3 separate regions of the Mus musculus genome follow, and regions 1 and 3 are each linked to region 2. A link is a contact called in public Hi-C and HiChIP or PLAC-seq data. All regions are on one chromosome and are shown on one strand. The core of a region is the stretch at or near the end of the contact, and the rest is flanking DNA. Distances in the headings are between cores, read along the strand shown.

Region 1 (4,310 bases), core at 1,095-3,594, 250 kb after region 2:
ATTTATGTCAGTCATTAATCAAGAAAATATCCTACAAAGTTGCCTACAGGACATATCATGGATACATTCTCTCAATTAAAATTTCTCTTCCTAGATAACTCTAGCTTGTGTCAAATTGACAAAAATCGGCCCCTACAGCTAGGTACTTCAATGAGTAATAGTTATATTGCCCCTATTTATACTGAGAATATTCATAGCATTTTCTTTGGGGATTATTTAGTTGTTACCAGAAAAGGGATTTCTGTGTGAGTACTTATGCTAGAGCACCTCATGTCACTCCAAAGTTGGCTTTCTCTAAGCAGGAGTATTCTCTTAGTTTAGTTTGGGCAGGAACAACAAAGTATGTACTATTGGAAAAACAGACTTGTTTGATCCATGTTGAAGTATAGCTACAATCCCATCCCTTGATTGGAAAGGAAACAAGAGTACATGGAAGACTGGGTGATAAAACAAAACAAACAAACAAACAAAAAAGCAATATGGGAGAGCAGAAGAAATACACTCTAGTGCTGTGGGCCTCATTATACCCTGGTTCTTGATACCATTCCCTTATGAACCTTAATGTGAGAAATGTGGGCAATGCAGCCATTAGGCACCAGAGTAGACATTCTCTAAGAGCCAAATTTCTATTGCAAAATTTCCAAACACATATTCTGATGTGGAAGGCCTTCCTTCTTATCCAACTAAAACTTTTACTATTTTAAAAAATTATATTATAATAAAATTACTTCATTTCTCCTCTCCTCTTTCCTCCCTCTAAATCCTCCCATAGACCCCTCTTGCTCTTTCAAATTCATGGCCTCTGTTTTCATTAACTTTTAAAGATGTGTTTTTAATTGTCATTTGTTACAGGTGGCGATTTTTCTGGAGTTTTCTCTCTGCTGTTAGCTCAGCTGAGTTCTTGCAGAAGTGTATGATGGGGCTGACTGCAGAGAACAGGCACAAACTTGCAAGGAAAGGGATTTCTGACCCTGCTTCCCATTCCTCCCAGGGCTGGGGTCTGAACTCTAAACTACTTCTTCCTACCTTACAGTACACAGTACACAGTCGTACACAGAAGCATTTTTACATGGGAGTGTTGTCTAGCCCATTGTGCTGAGTAAGTGCTCCACCCTCATCCTGGAGCTGAGTAAGTGCTCCACCCTCACCCTGGAGCACTTGGTCAGTTTTCTCATGCGATGAATCTGGGGAAATTTGCTTTTATTTTCTCCTCCTACTCTTTTGCCAAATATGAAGAAAGTGGCATCAGCCTCCCTGATTTGCAGTGATGCCTGCCCACTTCTTTTCCTGTTCCCTTGTGGAGAGAGCTCAATGAGGTGCATAAGGGTAAAGCCTGGAGTCAGGGTTCACTGGGAGCGTTTTCTTTGCAGGGGTCGAGAATTTTTGCTAAATGTCAAGAGTCTGGATGCCACTTTCACATCCTGCAAAAGCTCTCTAAAAGAGTGTGTCAGCAGAATGGGCATTGCATGTCGAGACAAAGAATTGCCATTAGCCTCACCAGCTAGAATCCAATCTGCTAACTCTCATGTAAGCATTTGCTTTATGTGCCACAGGCAACTGGGGTGGGGGGCAGGTTAAATGAAAGCTTTAGCTCTAAGATTTAGACTAAGGCCCTCCAGGTGCTTCTTTGAAGAGAAGTTATCTTTTATAAGATTAGAAATTGTACCGATAGACATGAAAGTCTCCTGTCTTTAAAAAATCTCCAGTTAAATGATGGTATCTCTATATTTTATTATATATCCAAGAACATTTTGTAAAGCACCTATTGGAAGCCAGTGCAGGGCTTCCAGCTGGGCTCTGCTGATACATCTGTGAATCTAATATTCATGGTCCCTGCCTCAAGGGATTTACACCTTAATAGGGGTGACTGACCACAAACAAGAATAACAGGATCTTGGTCTCAGTTTCTGGGCTGAGGCACCAAAGAACAAAGCAGTAGGTGTCAAGTTCCTTTGCTTTTGAAATTGAGGTGCCAACTGACTACCTCTGCAGAAAAGATACCTCAAAACCTGTTCCACAAGTAGTAAGCCATCATCTTACCCCAGGGCATTGAAGAGAAGGCCCAGTGTTTGAAGTTTCAAGTTCAGGTAGGAAAGCTTGCTTGAGAGTTGTCATGGTGCTGTGTGGTCTCCATCACTACATCGAGGGTCTGTGTGCCTTCTCATTTAATAGAGTGGAAGGCCTCTGCATGCATTCTGAGAATACATTCTCCTGTGTTTCATGGAGTCAGGGACATCCAGGGTGCAGGTAAGGCTTGGAGAGTTGCCACACTGAGAGCACTGAGAATGTGCAGTGCTTTCAAAGTGATATCTGGTGATGAAGGGACTGACTAGGCCAGTTGAAAGCATGTCCCCAGGGAGAAATGTGTGGAAGAGTGAGGTGAATCTGATAAGAGGTGTGCCCTCAGAATGAGCAGGAAGGCAGGAAACTTTCCTGGGCCAAGAAGAAGGATCCTGGCTCAATAAGGTAATTCTGGGAAAGATATTTGCCACAATGGGAGCGGTGTTTCTAAAACTCCAGGAAGAACAGGCCAAGGAGGCCTGGCTGTCACCCAGGTGCAGAGGCACACAGCCCACATCAAAGCCTTATCTGACAAGTCAGACTTATCTTCCTTCTTTGCCTCCCAACACACCCCTATTTCCGAACCCAAGTGGAACGAGAGAAAGCTGACGAAGCTGCCTTCCCAACCAGCTCCTAGGCATGAACAGGACCTGAACACGGAGGGAGAGAAATTGTAGGTTAGCTTAGGTTTGGAGTGTAGATACTCAACTCACCTGAGCAAGAAGACTAACTCTTCTTGGACTTGGAAGGACTTGGAAGCGCCTGGATCAGCTGAGGAGGTGGCTAGTGGGGGACTTATCTAGAGACAGGAGCCACACAGGAAGGCAGCAGATTCAACTTGGTAGAGATAGGAGGAGATAAATTACTTTCTGTCTGAATCACACTGACTCTCATTCTTTACTAGGTAGACATGAACAGAATTCTACAGCAATGTTCTTAAAGGACAGGGAAGCCTCCTTAGACATGCTAACAGCATCAACCTCTCAAGAAATGACATTCAATGGATTGAATTAGTAAGAAGTAGGTGTGCTGAGTACTTTCTGAAAGTTGCTTCCCTTCCAGGCAGAGGGAACAGCATGTATAAAGCTTATGAGGAGGTATATGAATAGCAGTCAATATATATTCAATTGCCATTATCCAAGGATATTTTCTTTGTCTAGGACATAGGATTACATACTATGTTTTATAAACAAATTGTATTTAACTGATCAATATTAGAGGGGAAAAAGAAGCTGTGATAAAAGGTAAAATCTAAAGGCCATAAGGAACAAAAGAGCTCCTGCCTTCTTCATTCGGCTCCTGCTGGCCCCAGATAACACTCTGCCACTGCCATGGATTGACAGTGTAGTCTAGCATGCTGACTACAGTTAAGAAGCACCTGATATCCGTGAGGTTTCCACCTCCTCTCTGTTGTGTACATGTCTGTTGTTGTCATTGTTCAGATCTTGTTTAGGCATCTCATTAGGCCATGGTGGTGAGACTCATCGGTAGAGCTTTTCTGATATTGCTATGAGACAGTCTCACAGTAATCGCCCTGTTCCTCTGGCTCTTACTGCCTCTCACCCAAGATAGTCCCTGAACCTTTGGTATATAGGAATTGTGTTTGTTGTAGATGTATTGTAGATATATTGGTTGGAGCTGGGTACCACATGGTCACTGGTTACTTATTCTTTGCAGTTTGAGAAATTGTGTTTTTTATAATGGTCTCAGTACTAAAAAATGATAGGCAACTAAAGAGAGTGGAAGAAATAGTCCTTTTCAGAAAAGAACATCCCAGTTGTTTATCTAATACTAAGTGGTCAGCTCTGAAATCATATACATACAAATAACATTATATGGGCTGAATAGGTTTTATTTATATATTCATGAGTGTATATATTATACACACATAAATTTTTAGCAATGATTAATGAAATAGAGGGTGATATGTTTATAAAAAGATAAAGAGATATAAGATATGTTCTATGGGGGTGTGATGAGGTATGGGGAAAGGAGGTGCCTCGGCGGGCCCATGCCAAGGCATCCCTTCCCCCTGAGGGACCAGCCACAGGATGGTATAGCATAGAATATAGTTTATTTAAGGCATGTGGAGGGGAGTTAAGAGAATAGTAGAGGCAGAGAAAGGCAGAGAGGAGAGAGGAGAGAAGTAGAGGCCCGCCATCACTATGTGAAGAGAGGGGGAAAGGGAATAGGGAGAGAAGGGGAGCAAGGGGGGAAGAGGCAAGGGAGAGAAGAGAAGGAAGGGAAAT
Region 2 (4,082 bases), core at 102-2,601:
ACCCCCATCTGGTTAAATTGTCATTACGGTGCCTTTCTGTGCGAAAGTTCCTGGGTTTGGACTCCAGCTACAGGGTATGTGCCTTGGAGCCTCTTCCTCTAGTGGAGTCAAGCGCTCAGAGTATGGGATGAGGCGGAGACCACAGGTTTCTCTCTCTGGGGCCCAGGAAAAGAGCAGAATCTCATCCAGTCAGCCGTCTGTCTCCCCACAACCTTCGGGCTCGCTCCTCGCCAACAGACAGCGAGCCAGCACAGGACGCGGAGCGCCTTTCGGCTACGCGGAGCTTCTGAGAATTCCTTTCCCCAGACCCGGCCGTCTTGTTTCAGGCTCTAGTTGATTTTGAGTCTTCTGGTGTCTCTCCCGGAGATGAGGTGTCGGTTTGCGGCCACTCGGTATGCGGTGTGTCTCCGGGAACCCAACCCACAGAGCTGGAGTCCCCGAGTCCCCGAGAGTGCAAGGTGTGTCCCCCTCCCCCTCCTCGCAGCGCCAGTGTCCCGGCCTTCCCGAGTACACCATGTACACTCTCGCCTGCAATAGGGGTGCCAGTGTCTCCGAGTCCCTGAGAGTACTAGTTATGTCTTCACCCCCACGGAGTGCCGCTGCCCCTCGCTCAGCGACTCAGCCATCCCTCCGCGTTTCCCAGAAAACTCTGACCGCTCGCGGCCTCCGACCCTCGCTTCTTTACTGGTAGCTCCGTGCGCCCCCTCCGAGGGTAAGGCGATCGCCACACTTCTCTCCCAAAGGACCCGGTTCCTCCTCCGGACCAAACAAGCCAGAAACCCCGCGGGCGGCTGTCGGAAAGTCCCGCAGCGGCCGCGCAGCCCCGGCCAGGCCGACCCCGCCACAAGGGGCCGCCCGCCCGCGCCCTCGATCCAGAGGCCCCGGACCGCGGCGTCGGCGCCCGCGGCTGGCCTCGTTCCCTTCGGCGGGTGCGGAGGCAGCAGCGGGAGCCAGCGCCCCACCGGCGCGGCGCCAGGCGCCCGGCAGAAAGATCAGTGGCCGCCGCCTCCCCGAGCGCTGCCCGGCCGGCCGCTCACCTTGTGGCTCTGGTAAGTCTCCAGCGCCCGGATCGCCGTCTCGGTGAGCTTCACATGCAGCACGGTGATGTTGTCCTGCCCCAGCCGCCCGCACGCCAGCCCGTACCGCTGCTCCTCCCGCAGTCCCGCAGCCCCCCCCGCCGCCATCTTAAACTCCCCGGGGTGCCACCGCGGACGCCGCTCGGGCTCCAGCCTCCACTGCGGCCGCGGCTGCTCGGGCTCCTGCAGCCGCCGCCACAGCTACGGCCATCCCGCTGCTGACGTACTGTCATATACTGCGCGCAGCTAGACCTCGGGCTTCCACAGCTGCGGGCCGCCCCACCCTCGAGCCCGCACCCCGCCCTGGACTCTGTTCATTGGTCTGAATCCCCACAGAGCCTCCCTCATTGGCTGCTCTTCACCTCAAGGGGGCGGGGCCCAAAGTCGCAGGAGTTTTGCTCTCAGGACGGGACGTCCGACAGAGGAGAGGTTGACGTCGGGGTGACGCGTCGAGTTAATCTTATCTGACGTCATGTCTCGTCTTGGCTCTCCTGCGGCGATTGGCTGGACCGATTTGGGGCAGAACCCTGCTAATTGGGTGTCAAGGTTACCAAGTGAGCCTAAGTCGGAGCCCCGCCCCTTGAGAGGTAATAGTGGACCGAACACATAGGTCAACCTGTTCTTGCGGTACGAAGTGAAGATCCCCATTCGGTAGGGGTGAAGGCAGGACAGATGACCAAGTACGGATTTTGTTTCCTGACAGCTGCACAAGCTTTGGGTCTTGATATGCTCTGTGGTGCAGACACCGTAGGCTGTCTCAAGAGAGCTTTTCCTTAAAAGGAAGTTCAGTACTGGGGTGGCACAAAGGTTTATTTATTTGTTTGTTTGTTTGTTTGTTTGTTTATTTTTAATTCCAGACTTGAAATTACCAAGTCAGCTGTAGTCTTCAGTAGTTGTGTGAGACTGTGTGGAAAACTTAAGCACAAAATTATACCAGTGCATTAAATGTGTTTTGAGTGGTGGTCATGATACAATAAATAGAGTTGGACCTTAGAGTCTTTCAAAATCAACTCATACATGTATGTGACTTCAAAGGAATAGAATATGCACTGGAGCTCATCATATGATCAGGGTTATGCCTTTTTATGGGTCATGGGGAAACCATACTGTTCGGGGTTTCTTCTTTCAAAGGCCCTTGAAGAGTATAACTGACCTTGAGGTAGGTAAAAAGAAACAATGATACCACCCATTCTCTGAGTCTTCTTTGAGATCTGTGTCTTTCATTGGTTTTATTTAGGCTAGGAGGTCTTACTGAGTTTAAATGGAGGAGGTAGAGGCCAAAGTGTAAGGAGGCTTGGCTTAGTTTCCACTTCAGTTTACACTGTGTGTGGGCATGGCTAAAGGAGGGTGCCTACAGCAATCCTCTTTAAGCTGTGTGCGGATAGACTAGATAGGTTTCCCCTGAGAAGGTCAATTAATTGGCTGATCAGAAACACAAGACAAAAAGCAAACAATTGCCAAGTTGAGGCTGGGAGATTGACTGTGGAAGGTAGGTTCTAGGCCCGCCTGGGCTTCAAACCAAGCCCTGTCTCAGAAAACAAGAGCAAAAACTAAACAAACAAACAAACAAGTGAAAGATTTAAAAGCAGGGATAGGCACTCTGTACAAATATCCCTTTTTGGCCGGGCGTGGTGGCACATGCCTTTAATCCCAGCACTCGGGAGGCAGAGGCAGGCAGATTTCTGAGTTCAAGGCCAGCCTAGTCTACAAAGTGAGTTCCAGGACAGCCAGAGCTATACAGAGAAACCCTGTCTCGAAAAACCAAAAAAAAAAAAAAAAAAGAAGATATCCCTTTTTGTTTTAAAAATCGAGACATTCATTATTGTAAAGCCCTACCATCGTCTTTCTGGATTTTTTTTTTTTTTATAGATATTTACATGGTATTTTTCTAGCTTTTAAATACAATTTGGGCTATAATTGCCTTTAATTCTATATTCACCCCACACCTTAGTAAATCCCCCCTTTTCCAGACCCTCAAGCATTCTATGAATGCTTGCTATGAAAGTCTCAGAAGGAATTCTTTCTGTAGTGTGGTTATTAAATAAAAGTCTGAGTATCAAGTCTAGTTTCATCAGATCACTTTGTAGCTTGTCCTGATTTCAGCCCACTGGTATGAGTTCTGTTAACCCATGGTTTCCACCTATTACTTTAGTGTTCGTATAGTGCCAGTTCACTTAAATTCATTGAATAAGGAAATTAAGGCAATAACAAGGGGGTGAATTAAGAAATGTACTTTTACAGGGCAAAATAAAAGCTTCATGTTTCATAAAACATGAAATATACCTGACTCAAATATCTAAATGAAATATAGTCTGGAGAACACTTCTGTGTGAACCTTTCTTGTTTTCTTTCCTTCTCTAGGGAAGAACTTAACACATATCTAACGCCTTAGTTATTTGGGGGCGGAGTGAAGATGGAAATGGGGGGGTTTGCTCGAACAAGTTAAGCCTGTATCCCACTGCTTTTCCGGTGAGGGTGGGTAAATCCCCACCCACAGGACATCCTAACTTAGTCTCCTCTTACTAAGAATTCTGATGACAGCCAAAGGCTGGGGGAGTTTTGAAACGTCTTATTTCTTTCCCCTTTTCTAGTAGAAGATTATTATCTTCATTTTAGGTAAAATTTTCTCACACCTTATTTTATTGGGAATCAAATCTTTATTAATGGCTAATATGATGGTGTAGCAAATTAATGTTTATTTGCATTATTTTTCCCTTTTGAGCTTCTCAACTGGGCATGGAAACAATCTTCATACATGCCAGAGTAGCACTGCCCAACAGAAATTTTGATTGATTATGCTGATACAAGCCAGATGGTCAGTTTGTGCTGTCCATAAGAATAGTTTGAAGGAGGCTGATGAAAGTCACCCTTTGGGAGGCTTACCACTGTATACATGTTTTCTGTATCTTTGTTCAGGTTCAGTTTAAATGATTAGTCATTGAATGCCAGATAAGTGTAACATTGTGGAAAATTTAAATATTCAACGTTATGGTTTCCAGGGGGAGT
Region 3 (4,125 bases), core at 314-2,813, 210 kb after region 2:
ATTAAATGTTGTTTTTTATAAGACTTGCCTTGGTCATACTGACTGTTCACATCAATAAAACCCTAACTAAGACACTCTCTGAAGGACTAATCCTTTGTTTCTCTATTAGTCCTAGCACTTACAGTTTTTAACTTATTATATGTATTTGGTACACACTTGTCATAACAGTAAGGTATAGCTGCATATACAGATATACTGCATTCATTTATTTTATATCTCCTCTAAGGTGGTTTACACATTTTTATTCACATACTGAGTAGATTATACAGAGAATATGAGATTGGTCATATTATTGTTGAGTTTCCAAACCTTCATAAAACAGACAGACATTCAGAGAATGCTAAACTTAAATGGCTTTGTTCCATACATGTGGCGGTAGGAAAGGTGAATAGGGACATGTAGATATCACTGGAAGTCAGCTGTAAGACAGCATAAAGAATCCTGATTCCTTCTCTGCTCTTAGTGAGATGAAGCAAATTTTCAGGATGATATGATCCTGTGAGGAACTATCACGAATCACTTTTTATTGGGAAGAAATTGTTCAGTAGTAAGACTCTGACACTAAAGTGACCATCCCTGGCAGAGGAACGTGAAAAGCTGGGAATCACTTCAAGGTCCATTTGGAAACAATTATGCTGAGAATAACATTGCAGATGTCTGCTTCTCTCCATTATTTTTACAAGAACAATGTGACTTTGGTGACAGTGACTCAGATGACAAACTGACATCTTTCAGAAAATGGAGCAAACCTTCACTAGGCAGAAAAAATTTACACAATTTCAAATATTGTGAAGTTTTTTTTCTAAGCAGTATTGATTATAATAGTTATGACTTGGGTACCTTTGGTAAAAAGTTAGAGGATGATATAATCAGATCTCCTTTAAAACCTGTTATGCTATGTCTAAATCTGTATGCCAGTCTTTTGACATCACTTAAAAGGCCATTCGTGTTGTTGGTTGTTTTTGTTTTTAATCAAGGGAGATTAAAGCACCCATCTTCAGAAATGTAGCATCACTAGAAAAGATTTAAATCTCTTTATCTCCTATGAAGATAGGAGGAGTGAAGTGGAGCTGTGTGCATACTTAATGAGGGAGTAAATTATTATTTTTTTAATGGCCTAGAAGAGCAGACAAGGCCTAGGACCAAGTTCCTCTATACTTTTTGACTTTGAGATATCTTTCCTGTAATCAGAGTCTTCCTTGTTTAATAAAATTTCACGTAAAAGACTAAAGACCAAGGCAGGGGTGCACCTCAGCTGCTATAGTACTTGCCTATTATGGATGAAGCTGTGTGTTCAATCTCCAGCACTGAATAAATTAGAAATGACTAGGCCTATTGGAAGATAGAAAGTCAGAAGTTCGAAGCCATCCTCAGCTTCATAGGAAGTTCAAATCCAGCCTTGACTAAATGCAACCTTGTCTTAAAAACAAAACAAAAATTTTAAATACCCTGTTTGGCAGATTCGTGAAGTAGAGAAAGGAATTCAGCAAAAGCCTCTCCCTGGGCTGAGAAAAGACAATGGAATGTTATCAACAGTGAGAAATGGAATTTGAATTGTGATTGTGCAACCTGAGGAATCTTACATATAGCCACAGGAACATTTACATATGTATGCCAAGACTATTTCCCCCCACCAAAACGATTCTTTGTTTCTTCTATGTCTGTCTCTGTCTCTCTGTCTCCATCTCTCTCTGTCTCTCTCTGTCTCTCTGTCTCTGTCTCTCTCTCTCTGTGTAGGTGTGCCTCTCACACTCAGAATAACTTTAAAAAGTCAGTTCTCTTCTTCTACCATGTAGGTCACTAAGCTCAGACTCAGGTTTTCAGGCTTGTTAGCAAGCACCTTTACAAACTAATGCATCTCACTTGCCTTAAAGAATGTATTATTAATTAAATTTGTCCACTGACCATTTCACATGTATATATAATAGATATTAACTATTCTTTCAACTTTCTATTACCCCTGTTTAACCTCTTCTTACATATATGTCACTTTCTCACATTCATGTCTTTTAGTTTTGTGACCCATTGAATTTAATCAGTGCCCTCTGTGTGGCCATGGTTTTGAAGCTATATGTGTTGGATTCTGGTGGGTTCAGCATTGAGTATATAACTAAAGTAAATGACTTCTTCCTCTAGAATCTATCAATAGCCAATAGTTCAGCAATAAGTGGTAGAGCCCCATGAGGCCCTGCCCCTTCCATGACTGATTGTTGGCAGCTCTAGACTTGTGCAGGGCCATTGAAAATAGTCACATTTAAGAGTTCATGACTCCAACAGTTGTGTCACCTTTTACATTAAAAAGATGACATTTCATAGTCTTTCACTTTATCTTCCAACTGTTATGTAAATCCCATACCTTGTTTAGCAATGTTCCTTGAGCCTTGGAGAGGGTAATGTAAATGTCTTATTTAGGGTAGAATTCTCAACTGGCACTTATTTTCAGCATCTTCAGCAGCCATGAATCTATGCATTTACTATCATTCACTGCAAAGAGAGGTTTCTCTGATTAGGGTTGAGAGACTTTTGTCTATGGGTATAAACAAATATTTGTAAAGCACTATGACACCATGCAAGTTAAAAAATAGTATTTTAACCAGGTTTATGAACAAGCATGGGGTCACTCCTGTAGAATAGGCCTCAAATACAAAGACAGGGTGGTTGGTTGCACCTAAAACAAGCATGCCATTATTGCACTGCTGGGTCCATCTTACCTACATCTTGGATTTGTAATTTGGATGGTTCACAGTTATATATGACCAATGTCAGAGAGAGAGAGAGAGAGAGAGAGAGAGAGAGAGAGAGAGAGAGAGAGAGAGAGAGAGAGAGAGAAAGGGAGGGAGGGAGAGAGAGAGAGAAAGGGAGGGAGGGAGGGAGGGAGAGAGAGAGAGAGAGGGAGGGAGAGAGACATGTAGTAAATAAACCTTGAAAGTATTTGTCTTCTCACTGCCAGTCCTTCATGACAAGACACCTGGCCCACAGTAGAGAATTCTACTCTCAATTCTAGTTACCTGTTAACACTTGTTGGTCAAAATTCTTTATTTCTTATAACAATGATATTTCCTTTATTTGTTTTAAATTTTAAATATTTTTATTGAAAATACTTTTTTCATATAGTATATTCTGGTCCTGTTTTTTTCTTTCCTTACCTTCTTTCAAATCCTCCCCAGCCAACTAACCCCATACCTTCTTTCTCTCTTTCTTCAGAAAACAAAACAAAACAAAACACTAAAGAGGACATTAAAAGCAAAACAACACCACCCCCCCCAAAAGCTAGCATATTAACCAAACAGAGAAAAGAAGAAAGAAAAAAAAAACCCAAAACAAATAAAAATACAGACATACACATGCAGACATAATTGTACACACACACACACACACACACACACACACACACACACACACAGAGATACACCAAAATACTATAAAAACAAAATCTGAAACCATAACAGATAAGCAAAAGGCAAGTAAGAAATAATTTTTTAAAAAGCCCAAAGAAAGGATTTTGAAACAAAACATCTCCAAAACTTACCTTGAATTCAGTTTGTATTGACCATTTCCTGTGCTGGGCATGGGGCCTCCCTTAAGTGTGGTTTGTATACCCAGTAAGACTTCATTGGAGAAAACTGGTTTTTATTTTGTGACTGGTTGTCAATTGGATTAAGGATGGCAGCTCCCGTCCAGTCTTTTCAATGTTTGTATCTGTGCAGACTTTCTCTGTGACCTTGTATTTACATCAGTCCTGTTGTGTCTAAAAGGCCTTTGTTTCCTTGGTGTCTTTCATCTTGACTGACTCTTACAATTTTTCTGCCTCATCATCTATACAATTCTTTGAACCCTGGCCTGGGGGGGGGGGGGCGCGGGGGGAGGTGATGAAGAAAAACTTTTAGTACTGAATATTCCAAGGTCTCTTACTTTCTCCATATTGTCTAGTTGTGGGTTTGTTTATTTGTTCCTATCTTCCAGAGGAAGTTTCTCTGATGCTGGCTGAGCAAAATACAGATCTATAGTTATAGCAGAATGTAGTTAGACATCATTTTATACCAATGTCTTTTTAATAGAACAGTAGTCTTGGTCCATGGACTATCTAGTCTCAGGTTCTTAGCCACCCCCAACAGTGTCTGCCAT

What was found. A called contact is a pair of places that touch in the nucleus more often than the background predicts. HiChIP or PLAC-seq counts read pairs in DNA pulled down with a chosen protein or histone mark.
Region 1: a contact with region 2 is called in a Hi-C map of epidermal suprabasal cells, with 4 times the contacts expected there. The contact joins the enhancer-like site here to the promoter of Ell2 in region 2. A contact is called at or near these places in 9 of 39 promoter capture datasets (the 3T3-L1 cell line, the C10 cell line, embryonic stem cells and 2 more), 2 of 15 datasets of contacts at CTCF or cohesin (large pre-B cells and pro-B cells), 2 of 484 Hi-C or Micro-C datasets (the G1E-ER4 cell line and epidermal suprabasal cells) and 9 of 115 datasets of contacts at active chromatin or transcription factors (bone marrow-derived dendritic cells, embryonic limb bud, embryonic stem cells and 4 more).
Region 3: a contact with region 2 is called in an HNF4G HiChIP or PLAC-seq map of pancreatic cancer cells. The contact joins the enhancer-like site here to the promoter of Ell2 in region 2. A contact is called at or near these places in 6 of 39 promoter capture datasets (the 3T3-L1 cell line, 3T3-L1-derived adipocytes, embryonic stem cells and 1 more), 1 of 15 datasets of contacts at CTCF or cohesin (pro-B cells), 1 of 484 Hi-C or Micro-C datasets (adipose-derived mesenchymal stem cells) and 3 of 115 datasets of contacts at active chromatin or transcription factors (the 230-238 cell line, pancreatic cancer cells and stem cell-derived neural progenitor cells).

Annotation. Positions count from the first base shown.
Region 1 is chr13:75,458,240-75,462,549 of GRCm38.p6, reverse strand. No RefSeq gene overlaps it. Among named protein-coding and RNA genes, the nearest start is that of Mir682, 180 kb to the left of the region's middle. Within about 2 kb of position 2,344, at least 20 of the 459 cell types and tissues checked have an H3K27ac peak or open chromatin away from gene starts, as enhancers often do. A contact at or near this core is called in the G1E-ER4 cell line, epiblast stem cells and epidermal suprabasal cells, where this site is marked.
Region 2 is chr13:75,704,753-75,708,834 of GRCm38.p6, reverse strand. It overlaps Ell2 (elongation factor for RNA polymerase II 2), which reads right to left and starts at 1,351. Exons shown (of 12, transcript NM_138953.2): 1 at 1,038-1,351. The coding sequence starts at 1,184. 1700037F03Rik (a long non-coding RNA gene) reads left to right here and starts at 1,678. Exons shown (of 3, transcript XR_873683.1): 1 at 1,678-1,756.
Region 3 is chr13:75,499,164-75,503,288 of GRCm38.p6, reverse strand. No RefSeq gene overlaps it. Among named protein-coding and RNA genes, the nearest start is that of Mir682, 140 kb to the left of the region's middle. Within about 2 kb of position 1,563, at least 5 of the 459 cell types and tissues checked have an H3K27ac peak or open chromatin away from gene starts, as enhancers often do. A contact at or near this core is called in pancreatic cancer cells, where this site is marked.